2 separate regions of the Sus scrofa genome follow, and region 1 is linked to region 2. The links are chromatin contacts, called in public Hi-C maps. All regions are on one chromosome and are shown on one strand. The core of a region is the stretch at or near the end of the contact, and the rest is flanking DNA. Distances in the headings are between cores, read along the strand shown.

What was found. Hi-C and Micro-C count contacts between places; a contact is called where the count stands out from the background.
Region 1: a Hi-C map of retroperitoneal adipose tissue shows a contact between it and region 2, with 1.9 times the contacts expected there. The contact joins the enhancer-like site here to the promoter of LOC110260929 in region 2. A contact is called at or near these places in 2 of 5 promoter capture datasets (both in liver) and 14 of 47 Hi-C or Micro-C datasets (embryonic fibroblasts, fetal heart ventricle, fetal liver and 8 more).

What each region holds. Positions count from the first base shown.
Region 1 is chr6:27,102,231-27,106,172 of Sscrofa11.1, reverse strand. No RefSeq gene overlaps it. Among named protein-coding and RNA genes, the nearest start is that of CDH5, 4.4 kb to the left of the region's middle. Within about 2 kb of position 1,397, at least 19 of the 83 cell types and tissues checked have an H3K27ac peak or open chromatin away from gene starts, as enhancers often do. A contact at or near this core is called in liver, mesenteric adipose tissue, omental adipose tissue and 2 more, where this site is marked.
Region 2 is chr6:27,216,526-27,220,307 of Sscrofa11.1, reverse strand. LOC110260929 reads right to left here and starts at 2,382. Exons shown (of 2, transcript XM_021093983.1): 1 at 854-2,382; 2 at 1-58. The coding sequence starts at 1,363. It overlaps BEAN1 (protein BEAN1), which reads right to left. Exons shown (of 5, transcript XM_021093984.1): 5 at 2,559-3,782.

The DNA.
Region 1 (3,942 bases), core at 148-2,647, 110 kb after region 2:
GGCCAAGGGAGCAAGGGCCCCCTCAGCATCTCCCACCTGATCTCTGCCACTGCCCAGCCCCAGCTCTAACCCCTCTGGAGGCAAAGGAGGTGCTGGGAGGGCACGAAGCCAGGAAGGTACCATCAGGAGCGAAGGAGGCAGCCAGTGGCCGGCAGGAAACGGGATGGTCTGTGAGACCTGATTAGGGGCTGGAGGCGGAAGCAACAAGGGGACAGTGGGGGTGGGCTGGGAAGTGTGACAATAAGGCCTGGGGACACCTGTGGCCAGGGAGGGGGCATGGTGATGCCCTGCTTGGAGAGATTTAGGCTTGGGGGCTGGCAGACTGGGTTCAGATCCTAGGCTAGCTCATCACTGGCTGTGTGACCCGGGTAGCCCACTTGCTTCTCTGATCCTCTTTCCTGACCTGTGGGCTGGGTTACCAGGTCAGACTTCGCAGTGCTATTGGCAGCACGTGAGTCACTGAAAATAAACGATGGTAATAGCAAGCATTCGATGAACAGGTATTTCTCAAAGTGTGGTCCTCAGGCCACCAGTCTCAGAATCACCTGGGGAGCATGTGTGGGAAATGCAGATTCCTGGGCCCTGCCCCAGGCCGATGGAGTCAGATGGCTGGCAATGGAGCCCTGAGACCTACAGGTTTGTAGTGCCCAGGCTGCACATTTGCATCCTCATGTTTGAGGACCACAGTCTGTGAGCTCTTTTCTCCGGGGCGGGGGCCGGGGGGCGCTTTCAATCCTCAGGACAACCCGGGGAAGGGGGAAGTTTCCTACTGTTATTCCCATTATGCAGATGGGGAAACAGAGCCTGGAAACTGAGTGCTCCCAAGATCACAGAGCTCGTCAGTGGTAGGCTGGAAATTTCCAGCCAGACTTCTGTTTGCAGAGGCCATCTCCTCGCCCACGAAGCTCTCCTGCCTGCTTGAGTCTGGCGCACAGAAGGGGCTTATCAACTGGCGAGCCCGTTCCTCCTTCCCTGCAGTGTGGGAGGCCCAAGGGTGGCACAGGGAAGCCAGGCCACTGGGTCTTTGTCCACGCGCTTCTCCTTACTGGGCTGCCTCCTCTGCGCCCCCACAGCTGCCTCGGACCCCCATCCTCTGCTACAGCTCACTGCCCCATCCACTTCTCTCCTCTGCCCCTCCGCTCCCTCCTCTGTGCCCCCCTGCACCCCCAGTCTTTTACGCAGACCTCTTTCAAGGGCACCCCCTCATTCATCTGCTCATCTCCCCCCGCACCCCACTTGTGTTTCCTTTGTGGGTCTGTTGCTGGGGGGGCTCCTGGTACTGAGTGAGCGCTCTGTAAACGTGGACTTGAAACCACAGGCTCCTAGAAGGGCAGTCAGGCACCGCAGGGTGGAGCTTTGCAGAGACTGCATGGCTGTGTAGGGCGTTGCACTCTGCACGGAGTGAACCCGGGCCTGTGGGCAGAGCCCTGGCAGAGAGCGTGAGCACAGCCCACAGTATCACACAACACATAGAGAGGGGGAGGTTAGGCTTCCCCTAGGAGAAAGTGCCTGGAATGAACTCTGGGGGTTCTATCTGTAGCATGATTTGGTTGCTGAAATGTTTTTCACTTCCTTCTCCTTTTCTCCAGATAATTGCGCAACACCTGCAGCTGATAAGGAGCGTGGGCACCAGGCTCGGGCTTTCCCTGGGCCGGGGGAACGGAGGGGACAGTTGGGTGCTTTGGGTTCCCAAGCTGTTGGGATCGCAGGAGGGAGTGGGGGCTGCCTGGCTGTGAAGCGGGGGCGGAGGCTGTGTAAGCAGACTTCTGAGTTATTTGGGGAAGGCTCCCTGGCTGTGGTGAGGCGAGTGGACACAGCCTTCAGGGGAAGCAGAATGGGGTCCGTGTGGGGTAGGCTTCAGGCGCTCAGGAGGGAGGAGGAGCAGGGGAGGGGTCTCACCCTCACCTGTGGCTCCACAAGGAATTGGGGATGGCTGCTCCCAGCAGGGACTGGGCTGGGCTCACCTGTGGGGCTCAGAGCTGAGCTCAGTGCAGGCACAGAGCAGGGATCATTGGATGAATGAATGAATGAATGCGTGAATGTGTGTGTGGATGAGTGGGTGGCTGGGTCACCAGCTGGCGAGGCAGACACGGGCCTGGGGCCAGTGTACCTGTGGTCCGTGGTATATTCCAGCACATCGTGGGTCCTTTTCTCAAATCCTTCAAGGAGGCACTGGATTGATTAGTCTCTTAGCCCTGCTGGAGGTGAGGACCCAGGGAGGTGAAAGAGTCAGTCCCTTGATAAACTGGAAGACTGGGTTGGAGTGACTTGTGGCCGCTAACCTAGTATGTGTCATCCCGCCCCAGGCTCTGTACCTTATTTTTAATACTCAGGGTGACCCTGAGAGGGGGGTATGGCTCTTCCCCTTTTACAGCCCCAAGCGCCTCAAATCAGGGCTCCAGTGAGTGTGCTGAGCCTTGCTGAACAGCCCAGATCCATCTCGGGCTGAGCTGCTACCCCCACCTGCCTCCGTGCCTTTGTCCATGCTGTTCTTAAACCAAAACCCAAACCAGAACATCCGAAATGGAGTTCCCGCCATGGCATAGTGGGTCAGGAATCCAGCTGGAGTGGCTGGGTTCGCTGTGGAGGCACGGGTTCGATCGGCAGCCTGGCACAGTGGGTTAATGGAGTCGATGTTGCTGCAGCTGTGGCTTGGATTCAGCCGCTGACCCTGGAACTTCCATGCGCCTCAGGTGTGGCCATTAAAACCAACCAACCAACCAACCAGCAACCATGCTCTTCTTGCCACCCAGGGTGCTCTTCCTTCCTCCCTCTGCCAGCCCAGCCCTCCTTCACTCCAAGCTCATACGCACCACCCCTCCACCCGGCCCTCCCAGATTCCCATTCTGGAAAGCATCCCCCCCAACCCCTGCCCCCCCCGGGGGGGGCAAGTTCCAAAGCCTACATGGCCTCTCCCCTCTTTTCTCACTCCAGCCCTGAGAAGTGTACGTACTGTTCATAAGCCCATTTCCCTGAGGAGCGAGCTGAGGCTCAGAGAGGCTGAATAACTTGTCCAAGGTCACACAGGGGCACACGGGAGGGTGTGAGCACGGCCTCTGCACGTGGACGGTGTTTGCTTGGCAGCTGTGTGGCTACAATCGTACGTGCCAGTGCCGCGTGGAGCATGTAAGGTGCTCCTGGGCAGCCGAGCCAGGATTCCGGCCCTCATCTTCCGGTTCGCAGTTGAGCGCTGCGTCTACTCGTCATCCCGCTCCTGGCCACATATCATTGTTGGACAGTGTTTTGTGCCCATTTATGATTGAAAAAATACATTTAATGACCTGCTGGCTTTGCCTAGCTCTGCTTTCGATGTGTCAGACCAATGTGGGCAGAGTGGGTGGGCAGGGGCCAGAGGTGTGTGCCCCATGCTGGGGGTGGTGGAGGAGGCAGCCTGGGAAGCTGCCAGAGGATGGGGTGCCCAGGCTGCTCTGAAAGGATGCGCAGGGCAAGAGGAAGGGTGGACTGGGCAGGGGGAATGGCAGGGTCCGAGCCTGTTTGTGGGGAGAAGCTGTTCCCCTGAGCGGAAGCATTGAGCTGCTGGGAGGGGCTGGCAGGGGGCCTCTCAGGCCCCACTGAGGAGCCCAGGCAGCGGGGTGGCTGGGGGCCTCTTACCGATGGGGGCCGAGGAGCCCTAAAGTTTAGGAGAATCGCTCTGAGGAGCCACGAGCTGTGGCTACTGAGTATACAGTCCCTGGAGCTGGACCAAGCGAGGCCTGTCCTTGGCCAGGAAGGGGCTGGTGGAGCAGGCATGAGCTCCCGACAGGACAATGCCTCCCCCGCACACCGCTGTCCCGGGTGTTTCTCACGCCCACCACAGCCGGGCGCCTGTTAGGAAGCAGCTTCTGCTGCGGGGCTGAGGGGAGGCCAGGAGCAGCCCGACGTGAGGGCTCAGAGTGGCACCTGTGGTCCTGTCCTGGGGACCTCTGCCACTTACGGTCCCGC
Region 2 (3,782 bases), core at 1,133-3,632:
GCAGAGTGTGTTCGGAGAGCACGGGCCGCACCCAGTAGGCAAAATTCCCCGTGTATGTCTGGAACAGACGGGTGATGGTTAGGGTGGACGGTCCCTGCAGTGTGGCTGCCAGGGGCCGGGCAGGACCAACGGCTGGTCCCACGGCCCCTGGAGGCTCCTGAGAAGCAGCTAGGACAGGGCATCAGCCCACATGGAAACCTGGCCCACGGGCCAGCCACCCCGTCCCATTTTACAGAAGGGCACATGAAGGCCCAGCGGCAGGACCTGTGTCTCAAGAGACGCAGCAAGAGAAGGACCGAGCGGGCCAGTGTCCTGGTTCCCCACCTAGCAGCACTGGCCTGGAGCGAGAAGACATGGAGCCTTTCCAGTGGCCCTCCCCAGCCAAAGTCTTTCCCTTGCTGCTGCTTTTTTTTTTTTTTTTTTTAAGATTTTTGTTTTTTCCATTATAGTTGATTTACAGTGTCTGTCAATTTCTATTGTACAGCACTTGACCCAGTCACACATGTATATATTCTTTTTCTCACATTATGCTCCGTCATGTTCCATCCCAAGTGACCAGTTGTAGTTCCCTGTGCTACACAGCAGGAACTTCCCTTGCTTCTTACGAGCTCCTTGTACCGACTCCTTAGCGAGGTGGTACAGCCTAGCGGTCAGGGGCTGCACTGCCTGAGTTTGGGTCCTGTCTGGGCTGCTTCTTAGACCATAGACAAGCTGTAGTAACCTCTTCAGCCCTCAGTTTCTCCAACTGTAAAAAGGGGCTGAAGTCAGTGGGCATGATAGACCCACCGTCCCCCCCAAAAGCAGAGCCCTGGCCCCTCCCAAGACCCCCTCGCTCGGGGCTGGCGCTGCCTACCTTCAGGGACCTGATTTCCTTCCTCCCGGGAGACAGAAGTAGGTTGACAGAGATCAGCTCCAGGAATTCCAGTGCGCGCACCAGTTTGTGGCAGATGTGCTGGGCAGAGCTGGGAGCCCCCTGCGAGTGAGGGGGCTCCAGGTCAGGGGCCACATCCTCCGGCAGACAGAGCTGGGGCGGGGCCCGCATGCCCAGGAGCTGCTGGGCCCTGCGGATGAGGGCTGCTTGCCTGCAGACCCTGAGCTGGCCCTCCTCTGCCCTGTCCGTGTAGTAGCCGATGAGGTCATCCAGGAGGGGTTCAGGAGCACCCCTGTCTGGGCCTGGGAGTCGGGACCCACTCATGGTGGCGCTGAGGGGCTGGATGAGAGTCCTCTGGGCTGCCCAGGCCAGCCCGCCTCTGTCCCATCCCCCAGCTGAGTCAGGAAGCCGAGGAGGAAGTGGTGCGAGCAAAAGAGAAAGCTGTGCAGGGTGGCTGCTTGTTACTCTGGAAGTGGCTGGGGTTCTGCTCATCTCCTCCCAGTGCAGCAGAGTCAAGGTCAGGCCGGATCCTCGCCTCGCCTCCAGAGCAAATGGGGAAGTGCACTGGTGCCTGCATCCTCCACACGCCACATGGGTGCTGCTGGACGTTTGGCATTGTCACAGCCTGGGGCCAGAGAGAGCCAGAGAGGCCCTTGTCCATCGCAAGTGCCCCTTCCTCCTATTTATGAATGAGGAGACCAAGGCAGCGAGAGCAAGAGCTGGGATGGGAGCCCAAGGACAGGAGTTTCTTATTGCTGCTTGTAATGAATTACTGTAAATTTAATGGCTTAAAATAACACAACTTAATTATAATTCTAGAGGTGAGAAGCCCCATGTCATGGTTGGGCCGGTTCCTTTTGGAGCTTCTAGGGAAGAAGCCATTTCCTCGCCTTTTGTACCTGCTGGAGCCCCCGCAGTCCTTGGCTTGTGGCCCCTTCCTCCATGTTCAGAGCCAGCTCTGTAGCATTGCGCAATCTCTCTCCTGTCTCTGCTTCAGTTTCTTTTCTCCTCCTTTGACCCTGTGGCCTCCCTCTCATAGGACCTCTGTGCTTCTCCTGGGCCCACCTGGACAGCTCAGGCTAATGACCTCATCTCAAGGGCCTTCTTAACCTAATCACACCTTCAAAGTCCCTTTGCCAAGGAAGGTGACATACTCACAGGTTCTGGGATTAGGGCCTGGCCGTCTTTGTGGGGCTGTTTTCAGCAGACTACACCAAGTCTGTCTGATAGCCAAGGCTCTGCTTTTCCTTAATACCGAAGACTTGCAGGAGCACCCAACAGGAGTGGCAGGTTTGGGGATGGGTTCCAGGCCGTTGAGTCATCTTGAAGGGTGGTCACTAGACCATGGGGTAGGGCAGGGGATCTGAAACCAAAGGGTTTAAATGATCTCTCTCTGGCCTCATTTGCTCCCTGAGGAGGGGTGTGGAATTGTTAACATTTCACAAAGTGGTACACACAATTCAACAATATATGATTCTTCTCTTGCTTTTAGTTGCTTTTTTTTTTTTTTTTTTTTTTGGTCTGTTTTTCGGGCCACACCTGCGGCATATGCATGTTCCCAGGCTAGGGATCCATTCGCAGCTGTAGCTGCCGGCCTACACCACAGCCACAGCAACATGGGATCTGAGCTGCGTCTGCGACCTACACCACAGCTCACCAATGCCGGATCCTTAACCCACTGAGTGAGGCCAGGGATTGAACCCGTGTCCTCATGGATGCTAGTTGGTTTCGTTAACCACTAAGCCATTACGGGAACTCCTCTTTTGGTTACTTGTTGACTTAACCGCTTCACTCCTTCTGGACACCCTAGTCCTCAGCTGCTGGGAAGCCCATCGTGACTGCGAACTGCCTTCCGTCCCTGTCTCTCCAGGGTTGCCCAGGATCATGGGGGAACGCTGGCAGGGTGCCTGGATCCATTCCCTTCTGTGGCGTCTTGTGCACCGGTCAGCCCGGCTGCTCCAGGGCCTGCCTCCTCCACTTGGGGCCACTGCAGTCTCTTGAACTATCTCGTTAGTCACACTTCCTGGGCCCTCAGGGAGTGGCTGGCTTGGTGAGAGCCTGCTTTCTCTGCCTGCCAGAGTGACTTGCTTTGGGGATAAGGCAGGGGCAGAAGGAGGATAGAGGATGCTGGAGATTTGCAGGGGCTGCTTTGGCTTAGGGTGGGCTGATGGGGGATGTTCTGAGGCCCAGAGAAGGGAAGGGTCTGGCCCAAGGTCACAGGGGCCCCCAGGACTGGAACCGGGCTTTGTAGCCACCTTCCCTCCTCCTCTCGGGTGATTCCTGCTGCTCACATGTGGCGGATGCCATGGGCGCTCTGTCCACAGGCCTTGGAACGTGCCCGGCCCGTGGCAGTGGCCTCATCAGCCAGCAGCTGCAGCGCCCCTGTCTGAAGACTTTATTTGGCTAGAAGAGCCCACTTGGTGCACAAAGGGCAGGGATTAACATTCTCTGGGGAACAGCCTCAATGACCTTTGAGTGTGAGAGCCGCTGTGTGAGTGATCCATCTCCCTCAGGCGGTTAACAGAGGTGTGCTCTGCTCGTTCTCGTGGAGTTGCCCGTGGCGGCAACCTGTTTGATGACATGCTGCACACGCTTCCTCCCTTCCTGGTTTCACTGCCCCCTCCCTGGTAGTGCTCCTGGGGTCTCCTCCCCCATTAACCCCTTGTACCCACATCCTATCCCAGGGTCTGGTCCTGCCCCCCACCTCCTGCCCCGCTCCCATTGTCCTGGGAATTTGCCTTCAGGTCCTGTCTCCTTGGGGCCTTCATGGCCTTGCTGTCCAGCGAGCCCCCCCTTGGTCCAGCCCCTCCAGCCCCTGGTGGAGAGAGGTGGCCAGTCTCCATGTGGGAGTGTGCACAGGTCTCTGTGTAGCAATGTGCACAAAGACTGTGGATGTGGCTTTATAGGTGGA